Linked DNA regions of Mus musculus: all the other regions are linked to region 3. A link is a contact called in public HiCAR-type and promoter capture Hi-C data. All regions are on one chromosome and are shown on one strand. The core of a region is the stretch at or near the end of the contact, and the rest is flanking DNA. Distances in the headings are between cores, read along the strand shown.

Region 1 (3,469 bases), core at 217-2,716, 2.7 Mb before region 3:
GCCCGGCCCAGGAGCCTTGGCCGAAAGCCCGGAGCGCTGCGCCGCTGGTGCAAGCGGGTCTCCTCCCAACCGGTCCAGCGTACCGACGCGGCACCGGGGCTCCGAGATGGGAACCCAGAAGGAAGGCAAAGAGAGTCAAGCGCGACGGTCCCCGGAGGGGTCCGCTGGACCCGCTGGAGCCGGGCCGGTGCGGGACTGCCGCAGCCCCGCCGGCCCCCCGCCCCCCGCGGCGCACTGACCGGCCAGCAGGGCGTAGAGCAGTTGGGTGCGCGGGTGCTGCCGCAGGCCGCGGAAAGCCGTGTTGGGGATGCGCTCCAAGATGCCGTCGTAGAAGATGCGGCGCGCCGCCTCCTGCTCGGCTGCGCGGAACTCGCGGATGCACACGCCGCGCCCCTCCGGCGGCCCCGCGCCCCCGGTGCCTCCGTGGGGCTGGGGACCTGCCGCGGGTGGGGGTGCGGCGGCCGGCCCGGGCGCGGCGGGCAGCGGGGGCCACATGGCTCCGGCGGCGACGAGCAGCGCGTCCTTCTTGGCCCCCGGCAGTGCCTCATGGTCCTCCGTAGCCACGATCTTCGTCTCGCAGACCATGTCGGGAGGCCCACAATGCATGCACCCGGCCGGGCGGCGCAGCGCGAGGACGCGAGCCGGCGGCAGCGGGCAGAGCCCGAGCCCAGGGCAAGGGCGCGGCGCCCTCGGACCCGCGGCGGCAGCGGCGGCGGCAGCGGCTCAGGGGCGCAGGGCGGAGGCGGCGGGCGGCCGGGGCGCGCGCAGGGAGCTGCGCCGCATTTTGGAGAAGTATTTATAATGCAGCGGCGCCGGTGCAGTCGCGGCGCCCGGGGTCCCGCAGGGTCCTAGCGTCCACTGCATTGGCTGCCGAGGGTCACCATGTGATCTCGGGGGTGGGAGCAGACGCCGCCTCTGCGCCCGCCCGATGGCACACTTGGGCTGCGTGGCTGGCGGACCGCGGGAGCACGGAGGGGCCGAACGGAGAGCGTGCGAGGAAGTGGTCCTCAGTGAACGACAGCAGGGACAGGGTGCTCAGAGAGGCGCTGCGTAAGGGGCTTGAGGCTCGCCAGGAGGTCGGAGAGTGATGGACGCCTCCTACCCCGCCCCTGAGCTCCCGCAAAGCTGCCGCTGCGCTCGGACCTGCGTTCCTGCAGCAAAGCGTCCTCTTCTTCCGCGGCCGCTGGCAGTAATCACGGAAGTGTCTCCATCTCCCACCCCTTTGTCTGTACGCGGCGCCCGGCCGAAGTCCTCGTGAGGGGCCCCGTGTTCCTTTGGCAGGCGCCCTCCGAGCCCGCGGCCGGGGCCGAACGGACTGAGAGAGTGAGGACGCGGCTGAAATGTGGTTTGATGCACGCGCTGCCTGACAGCCGAACCCCACCCCACTCCAATCTGACACCCGACCGTTCCCGGCAGCGGACCTGCGGAATTGCAGGACCCCTCCCGGCTCGGCCCCCGCCTTCCGCGGTCCGCGCATGCGCCCCGTGGCCTTGGTGCAGGTGCAGCGGGGGCTCGCTTCAGAGCCGCGGTCTCACAGTCCCCCGGAGCAAGACGTGCAGACGCAGCAGACAGGGCGCGCATGGAGTGGGGAATGCGTAGTGGCATATCCACTTTCCTAGGTCACGGGAATGGGCACCCCCAAAGCCGAATCATCCTCGTGCTCGCGGAGACCCTCTCCGGGCCGGAGGACCCTCAGTCTGCGTTATGCCGCACCATTGTTGGAGCCAGCAGAACGGCTAAGGTCACCTAGAGACTGAAGGGGCCTGTCTCGCAAATGGAACCTGGGAGTAGGGTAATCAAACAGCCAGGGTTGTCAGCACAAGGGGACTGAGAAGGAGAGGGTCAGGCTAGAGAGGATTTTCCTCACTGTTTTCGAGACACGGGGGCGGGGGAGTGGGACTTATCTGGGTCCCAGAGGCGACCTTCCTGGACACTGATGCTAAATCTCTCAATATTTCAAAGGAACTCACTGATAGTATCTGAACAGGCCGGGGCACCGACTAGCCACATTGACTTCTCCTGAGTCCCGAGGTTGGCTGGGTGGTCTGCAGGACCAGTGCCGGCCTGTAAGGGCTGAGGACAGTCAGGCAGAAGGGCCCCGAGGAAAGTGAGGCTGAGCATTGAGGACCCATCTGGTGGAGCCAAGAAGTTCTGACTCAGGACCCTAGGTTTGCGGGTCACTGAAGCCTGTAAGCCTTAGAAGCAACAAAATGGTCCGGTGCCTATAGGGTATCTCTCCACACCCCTGACCAGAGTTGCTCCTTCGTCTTTCTGCACCTCCGGGCCTAGGGGATTTGCAAGACTCACATCAGCGCGACCAGAATCCCCCTCAGTTCTGCAGAGCACCCATTCCCTGGTCTGCCTAACCATTCCTTCCATTGCCCCGGTCCTCCTATAATCATTTGCCCACCCCGCCCCCGCCCCCATGGCCATGATGGTGGCCTGCGCTATAACCAACACATCGGAACCGTCTGAAAGCGTGAAGGGGCCAAGACTGGAGCCCAGGGTCTTGGAGACTTAAAGATACTACCCTAGGAGTTGCGCAGACAGCAGGACAATCCATGGCCCTGTTTAGCCCTGTTCCTCCTTCCTGTCGTGGGGCGCCCTCTGCCGTTCTCCCTTAGGCCATTCCTGGGTGGCATCAAGGTCCTCTTTAATAAAGCAGCAGCCTAGAGCCACTCTACCTCTCCCGAGCTCCCCACGATGGCTTACACACTCCTCTGCCTGGGTGTGTAGGAAGACTCAGGAGACCCAGCTTGGCTTCCTCACATCCTGCAGCTGAATGCACCTTCCAGGAGCCTAGAAGTGCCTGCCTACAGCCTGGCAGGGGTAAAGACGTCTATCAAGATTTCAGAGACAGAGTGGGGACGGGTGCCCTGGACCCTACACCTGAACATTCATGGGTTAGGAATGCTTCCTTAATAGGGCAGCCCTCCAACCACGGTGTGTTCTTTAAGGATGTTGGGTAAAGAGGACTTATCCTTGCCTGGCATGGCTGCCCCAGGGTCTGTTTGGGGAAGAAGAACCCCATACTGAAAATGTAGAGAAAAAGGAGTGGGTAGTGGGAATATCCACAGCCAAGGTAGTCCTGGGAGATGGCCCTGGGCTCGATGCTGAAAGCTATAAACCACTGGGGACTGGGGGAGGACAGGAGCCTTTAAGAGAGCAGGAGAGCCCAAAGCACAGAGAAGAGAAACAGGCTCAAAAGCCGCGAAGAGGTGCCACCAAAATGGGAATTCTGCAATAATATTTCCAGGCCAGAACTTCTGGAGGTCCAGACTCAACTCCCTCTGAGTTTGAAAGAAAGAAAGGGAAGAGAGAGAGAGACAGAGACAGAGACAGAGACAGAGAGAGAGAGAGAGAGATGCCTCCAGACAAGCTCAGGCATTCTAATTGAGATACTTCTAATTGAGATAATATTTTATGTAATTCTTATCCTAGAAACTAGACTTATGAGCGATATGATTCA
Region 2 (3,551 bases), core at 915-3,414, 2.4 Mb before region 3:
CCAGTGCTAGGATTACAAATGGGTGCAGCCACACCACACAATTTAGGTGGGTGCTGAGGATCTGACGTCAAGTCCTCATGCTCATTTGTCAAGCACAATACTGTCTGAGCCATGTCCCCAGCTCCTGGAGGGAGTTCCTGGAGACAAAAATTGACAAGCCAGATTTGGGTTCTGTCTTAGTCAGGGTTTCTATTCCTGCACAAACATCATGACCAAGAAGCAAGTTGGGGAGGAAAGGGTTTATTCGGCTTACACTTTCATACTGCTGTTCATCACCAAGGAAGTCAGGACTGGAACTCAAGCAGGTCAGAAAGCAGGAGCTGATGCAGAGGCCATGGTGCAACAGCAGCAACAAAACTTCCCTATGTTCCCTGCCCCACCTCTAGTCACTCCTGCACCAAGAAGACATCAGAACCTGTACTGGCTAGTTTTGTGTCAACTTGACACAGCTGGAGTTATCACAGACAAAGGAGCTTCAGTTGAGGAAATACCTCCATGAGATCCAACTGTAAGGCATTTTCTCAATTAGTGATCAAGGGGGAAAGGGGGAAAGTGTTCATTACTGGCTTGCTTCCCCTGGCTTGCTCAGCCTGCTCTCTTATAGAACCCAAGACTACCAGCCCAGAGATGGTCCCACCCACAAGGGGCCTTTCCTCTTGTTCTGATGTCTTCATGGTGCAGGAGTGACTAGGGGTGGGGCAGGGAACATAGGAAGTTTTGTTGCTGCTGCTGCACCTGTCCTTCTGAGAACAAGTATGGGGTCAAATCACCTATGGGAGATGATAAAGCTCAAGTTGACTGATGGTCTCTGAGGTGAAGTTTGAAGGTTGAAGGAGAAAGAAACATCTCCCACCTCGAACAGTGCATGGACAGAAGTGTACAATCAAGCGATCATGACTGGAAATATGCATTGCTGAACCAAATTGTATAGGTATAGGCATGAGGTCATTCTGGTAGCTAAAGTTGAGGAAAAAGGCCTTAGCCTTAAAGGACTCTGTTCAGAGAAGGATGCAATAGAGAAGGGAAACTTATCAGGACCATCTGGAGTTGGAAAGAAAGCGTTTCCAAGAGAAGCCATTTATTTTGAAGTTGTGGTCAGGCTGTACGGAAGGAGGACTTAGAGGCACAGACCCAGGAACAAGAAATATCCCTGGGTTCAGGAAGACAGACGACAGACAGAATAGTTTCGCAGAAAAGATGGAGTAAGAGACTTGGGGCGACGGATGTCCCTGGCTCTGAGACGCGATTCTCCTACACGACACGCTCGACCAGAACAGGAACCAGCACGGCCTCTTTGGAGGCCATCAACTGGGTCAGACCGAGATCACTGGCAGGCCGGCCTGCAAAGCCCAGCCCACGGGCAGGTTCCTGTCCTGCCTAGGAGGCTAGGTGCATCCCCTGAGTTTAGAACAGAGGAGGCTGGAGTGAGGGGTGGGTCCTCAACAAAGGGAGAGAGCGAAGCTGCGGAAGACAGGAACGGTAACTCAGCTCGCAGGAATCAAGTTCCGTGGGGCTGATCCCCACCCTGCGCCCGAGGGAAATAAAAAATCGCCGTTTCCCTTACCTGACTACGGTTGCCAAGCCCTGGGCCCGCGCGGACGCCCACCGCAAGGGAGGAGCGCCGTGCCCGCTTCGCGCTAAGAAAACGGAGCAGGAGAAACCCAGCCGAAGGAACCCCAACAAGGTCCGCTCTCGCAGTCCCGGAACGTCGTCCGCTACGCCCGCCCCAGATTCAAATACCGAAAGTTGGCGTTCCACAGCCAATCAGCGCGTTGGAGAAGAGGCTTCCGTAGAGCCACCTGTGGCCAATTGCAAGCCATACTGGTCCCGCCCTTCTTGCGCAGGGAGTTCCGCTTCCGGGACTGAGGGCACAGTGGGAGCGTTGGGGCGTATGGGAACTGTGGTCTAGCATCGGGGGCCGAGAGGGCTTGTTGGTAGCCAGTGACTGTGAGAGCCATCATGGCCCAGAAAATCTCATGGTCGGCCGCGAATGCGGTTGGAAACCAGTTCGCCCTGGCTCGGTTTTTCTCAGCTGTTAAATGGACCCAGTTGCAGTGTCTCCTCCGAGCTGTTTGTAAGGGAGAAGTTGAACCCTTACGGGGGGTGTCTGGGCGGCTCACAGCTTGTGGGTCAGCGTAGGGTCCGAGAACTCCCCACTCAGAATGCCGGGGGCGGCCTCGCGAGACTCTGACTCCCAGGGTGCCCTTCGGGTCAACCCAACAGGGAAATTGTCTCCCACAGTGCCCCGCGGGCAGCCTGAGGAGGGGACTCCATTTCCTAGAATGCTTTGCGGGTGCCTGGACAGGAGGCGCTCAGATTCGCAGGATGCCCCGCCAGTAGCCGGACTTGGACTCCGTTTCCCAGAGTGCCCCGCGGGCGATCTGACGGCGGTGGCTGCGGCAACAAACCAACTGTCCAGAACTGGACTCTCCTGCCTCTGCACGGCCCAGTGAGCGGTGGCGGGATGGACAGCCCTGAGGTGACCTTCACGTTGGCCTACCTGGTCTTCGCAGTGTGCTTCGTGTTCACGCCCAACGAGTTCTACTCGGCCGGGCTCACAGTGCAGAATCTGTTGTCGGGCTGGCTGGGCAGCGAGGACGCCGCCTTCGTACCTTACCACCTTCGCCGCACTTCCGCCACACTACTGTGTCACTCACTGCTGCCGTTAGGTGAGCCTCCTGTGTGCCGGCCGGTGGTTGGCGCTTAACCGGGCGCTTGGAGACTCCAAGGGTGAGGAACTGGAGCAGAAGCCGGTCAAGATCATGAACAAGCAAGCGGGATCTCTGCAGCCCTGGCTGTGAGCTGAGCGCTCTAGAGCACCATACGCTCTTCCAGTTGGGAGGCGGCGGCCCTGGCGCTGTCCTGCGAGTGGTGCTCGGGTGGGGCTAAGCTCCAGTCTTTGACATCACTGCGGCTGGAGTGCAGAATCGTTCAGCCTGCTTGCTATGTTGGACGATTTCTATAGGAAAGAGCTCCTGTTGATTTCATTACAACAGGGGTTGGAGAGATCCCAGGGGAAGGTGGGTGTAAGAAGAGCAGGCAGAGATGAAGACGGTCAAGGTTGGGAATGTTAATGGAGCGTTTCCTTTGCCGGGCTAGGTCTATGGCCCTGTCCAAGGCCATGGTATGTGGTGCCCCAAGTGCTAGTGGGACCTCGGAGAGGCCCATCTGTTGGCTGATTGGAGGAAAGGTTGGGGAAACTGCTGGAATATAGCAGTGATTGAAGTCTGGGATCCAGATGAAGGAGACCTTTGGAAGCTACAGGGACAGGGAAAGATAGATCTGGGAGAACACATGTCTGCTTGTCTGTCATACTTGCAGCTCTGGGCACAGGAATGATTGGTGTGAAGCAGCTGCTTAGGCTCCAGAGAGGCAGAGGCAGGTGTGGTAATAGAAACACTCAGATCTGTTTTGAGAAGAAGGAGGGTGGAGAGGACTCCTTTGGAGAACTGGAGATGGAGTTGGCATGGTCATGTAGTTTGGTTTGGAGACCTAGTTAGTACACTGCAAGGCATATCAAGAGTGTGGGGCTCTAAGGCAGGACTCCTGAC
Region 3 (3,995 bases), core at 161-2,660:
TTTTGACTCCAGCACTCACTTTGGGGAAATGGTCAGAAGGGCTGAGCTGTCTTAGGAGCTGACAGGAGAGCAGCCACCACTAATGTGCCCTTGGTGCCATGTGTTCTCACCCCGGGCACACCAGTGCCTCGTCTTTGTTTTCTTTTTCATCTATGTCTTTGTTCATTCAAAGTTAATAATAATTGTAATCCATAAATGAGTTTATATTTATACTCTAACATATCCAGAGGATTCTAGAAATAAAGCTGAGGGGTTTGGATGCCCCTATCAAAAAAAGTATAATTTGAGTTCTGGGACCTATTTGTTACCTGTGAAAAAAGGGAATCTGTCCCCTTCTGATTCTTAATTTTCTAGAGGGATGTGGTGGCAGGAAGAGAAATACTCGTTACCATTGGCAACTGCAGTGCGCTCAAGGCTTTGGGCCCAGCATTTGCCTGGGGGGCATATGCTATGCTTTTAGGGGGGGATAGGGCTTGCCCACCTTGGGTCATTTAGAGAAGGCCTATGACTAACGTTTCTGCATTTCATTCTGTCTCTTGATCTTTTGGGAGAAACAAGAACAAAAATTATTGAAAGGATCCCAAAGAAGATGGTATCTTTTTTTGCTTAACTAATCACAACCACAGGTGTCATGCAGCTCTAAACTAGGAGGGGAACCAAGCTCTGGTCTGCCTCCTGCACTGTCCCATAGAGACATCTGGGTTTCAGGAATCTGCCTTGAACTCAATGACCAAACAGGGTGCCTTTTCTTTCCCTAGCCAGTGCTTCCAATATATCCACCATATCCTGGATAATTTCCTGAGACTGTGTTTCAGAGTAGAGAAGTTGGGCATGGAGACAATGAGTTGAGGAGAGTTGAGCCTTCTTACGGGAATTAAAAGGTTATTAGCTGTGGGTTAAATGCCGGTTCCACCCTTTACAAGCTGTTTTAACTTTGGCGAGTAACTCCTTTAATCTGCCTCCTGTTGGGTAAAATGGGTCTGTACCGCTGCTGAATTCAAACACAGTGCCAAGTATATCCTTGAGCTTTCACTGTTATCTGTCAGTATTGAGTGGCCTCCCGCAAGTCACCTAAGTTTTGGGATGACGTGAAGATTTCAGCTCCGCGAATTGTCTTTTGCCTCTCGTAGCACCTGCCTTGCTCTCCTCCAGAGTTTAAGCAACTAAAGCACATCTGGCCGGGTAGGACAATAAGAAAACGTAAGGATATGGTGACGTAGAATCCGGAGAGGACCGAAGACTTGTGGGCGGAGGTTTGCGTTAGGTTTGCATGCAGCCACAGGATTGGTCGCGGAGAGAATTCCACAACCCCTCTTATGGGCCCGCCTTAGGACTCACTGCGCTTGCGCACGTCCTGTTCGCTCCGTCGCGAACCCACTACGTGACCTTATGACGTATGTCGCACTCACGTTGCCTGTGCGTCAGCGGTTAGCGCCGCCGATGCTTGGCGGGTTGTCCAGGTAACCACGGGAGTTGTCTCGGTCAGTGAGCATCCGAGACCGGTGTACGTCATGCAGTTGAAGCACCTGAGGACCCTGCTGAGCCCTCAGGTGAGGAATCGCATGCCTCTTCCATTCCCAGGCCACCAGGCGTTCAAAAAAAAAAAAAAAAAAAAAAGTAAGGGAACATAAGTTCATACTTTTTGAGCGTCTACTTTGTTCAGAAGACCGTGAAAGCTCTTTCAGCAGGCGACATGCATCACTAACGACTCTAAGCTTTCTTTGCATGACATTACATCAGTTGAGTGCCAGGCCCCAAGCTTAGGCTCTCCGGGATCACCCGCATTACGCGTCAAGGCTCTTTTTGGAAGGAGAGGCGCATATATAGTCAACCTTCATAAGTCTACACAGGATGAAATGAGCACTTTAGATATAAACCCTAAAAAAAGGTAGAGCAGAAGCTGAACCCTCTTTTGGATTGTGAAAGTGTGTCTCCTCAGAAGCAGAAGAGGCTGGGTGGGCGCTGGAGGAGGAGCCCAGAGACATAAACGAAGATTATGTTTGGTTTGGGCGTGAAGAGGACAGAGTCTCTGTCTTAGCTTAGCTCCAACACTGACTTGACCAAATGGTATTTCTGGCTTTAACCATCACCATACGCAATCATTCTATCACTAGCTTCTTCATCTGGTAAAGAAAAGGCGCAGGGAGAGCAACTGTAAGCGACTTAGGAGAATGTTAAATAAAGTTCTACACAGAACAGAATCTTATAAGCCTTGGTAGCCCAGGCTAGTAATCTCAGCAATTGTGGAGGTAGGAGGATCAGGAATGCAAGGCCATTCTTAGCTACGTGGAGAGTTCAAGGCCAGCCTGGGCTACTTGAGACTCTTAGGAGAGGGGGTAGGGGAAGGGAGAGAAGGGAAGGAAAGGGGAGGGGAGAAAAGGGGAGGGGGAAGGGGAAAAGGGAGAGAGGAGGGAAGGGAAGGGGAGGGTAGGAGAGAGAGAGGGGGGAGGGGAGAGGAAGAGGAAGAGGAAAGGCCTGTGAGCTGGCTCACTGGCTAAGGTACTTGCCACTAAGCCTGACCTCCTGAGTTTGAGCCCTGTGACCCACACAGTGGAAGGAAAGAGCCAGCTTGTGCAAGTTGTCCCACCCCACTCAAAATGTAAGGAAAAAGTTTTAAAGAGCATAAGAAAACTGGAAAGCCATAAGAAGGATGATTGACAAGAGAGAAAGGCATTCCAAAGTGAAAGGACAGGCTAACACAACACAGATAAGAAGGTTGGCTATGGGGGAAATGACTCATCACCAGCGTGGGAAACTGAGTTCAGATCTCCAGCATCCTCTTCAGAGCCAGGTGCACCTGTAATCTCAGTGTTTCGAAGGTAGACAGGTGGTCCCTAGAGTTCTAGTCCTAGAACTGGAATTACGAGCTTTCAGTGCAATGAGAGACTCTGTCTTTCAAAAAGTAAGATGGAGAATGACTGTGAAAACACTTGACCTCTGGTCTCTACATGCACACATAGACAGGCCCATATAGCAACATCCTCCCGACACACACAGACAGACAGACAGACAGACTCCCTTACCTGATTGTGCTGTTACATGCCTGTAGTCTTAGAACCTAGGAGGCTGAGGCAGGAGGATGGCTGTGAGCTCAAAGCCAGTTTGAATATGTAGCAAGAACTTCTTTTTAAAAAGTAAGAGTAGCAAGCATAATGGCTCATGCCTGTAGTATGAACACTCAGGAGCAGGAGGTAGATTTCTGTAAGTTCAATGCCAGTCTGCTCTACACAGCGAGTTCTAGGCTACACAGAGAGATCCTGTCTCAAAAATTAATTCTAAGAATAATATATGGCAGAATTAAGCCATCAATACATATACCATTAGACATTAGAATTACAGCTTATATAGTCAAACATACATGGATTCAAATATTGCATCTGCCATCTAAAAACTGTCTATATAAACCTGAGCAAGTTTCTTAATTTTCAATGCCTCAGTTTCTCCGTATGTAAAATGGGAATAATAATAGCTTGTACTTCAGAGTTATGAGATGTGGTACTTAATAGGTGTCAAGCATTTATGAAAATGCCTGCCTGGCTCCATTTCACTTAATCCACAAGGCAGATAGCCAGGGCACTTACTGTAGAGAGAAGAGAACTCACTGATTGTGGTACTCAGGAATATTTGCAGACAGTAGCAGATAGAGCCCTAGCTCAGGGGTAGAGTAATAATAGAGTTGTGCTCCTTGTGGGATAAACTGGTACTGTAAGCTGTAATTTCAAAATACCCTAATGGAAAAATTGGCAATAGAACCTTTTGGTCTCTTAAAAAAAATAAAATAAAAAAGATGCTGCCACGGTGCAGCTGGGACAGATGCCCAGGATGGACTCAGCCCAGGAGGGAGGGTGATCCGCCAAAGCTGACGAAGCACCTGCCCCCACTTCTACCCTACTGTAGTGAGTGCTTGGGGCTTCACTGTGGTGATGGTGTGGCTGTTTTCTGGCTCTGGTTTGGGGACTTGGGTGTAATGATCCTTTTCCATATGGGCTTTGGGG

The links. HiCAR-type assays count read pairs that join an accessible place to other places. Capture Hi-C pulls out chosen DNA fragments and counts their contacts.
Region 1: a HiCAR-type map of astrocytes shows a contact between it and region 3, with 8 times the contacts expected there. The contact joins the promoter of Nat8l here to the promoter of Ift172 in region 3.
Region 2: a promoter capture Hi-C map of adipose tissue shows a contact between it and region 3, with 2.9 times the contacts expected there. The contact joins the promoter of Tacc3 here to the promoter of Ift172 in region 3. A contact is called at or near these places in 1 of 115 datasets of contacts at active chromatin or transcription factors (astrocytes) and 1 of 9 other capture datasets (adipose tissue).

Annotation. Positions count from the first base shown.
Region 1 is chr5:33,993,981-33,997,449 of GRCm38.p6, reverse strand. It overlaps Nat8l (N-acetyltransferase 8-like), which reads right to left and starts at 1,466. Exons shown (of 3, transcript NM_001001985.3): 1 at 240-1,466. The coding sequence starts at 606.
Region 2 is chr5:33,656,741-33,660,291 of GRCm38.p6, reverse strand. It overlaps Tacc3 (transforming, acidic coiled-coil containing protein 3), which reads right to left and starts at 2,164. Exons shown (of 15, transcript NM_001040435.3): 1 at 1,565-2,164. Tmem129 (transmembrane protein 129) reads left to right here and starts at 2,315. Exons shown (of 4, transcript NM_026698.3): 1 at 2,315-2,669. The coding sequence starts at 2,465.
Region 3 is chr5:31,288,529-31,292,523 of GRCm38.p6, reverse strand. Ift172 (intraflagellar transport 172) reads left to right here and starts at 1,410. Exons shown (of 48, transcript NM_026298.5): 1 at 1,410-1,550. The coding sequence starts at 1,512. Fndc4 (fibronectin type III domain containing 4) reads left to right here. Exons shown (of 7, transcript NM_022424.6): 7 at 1-282.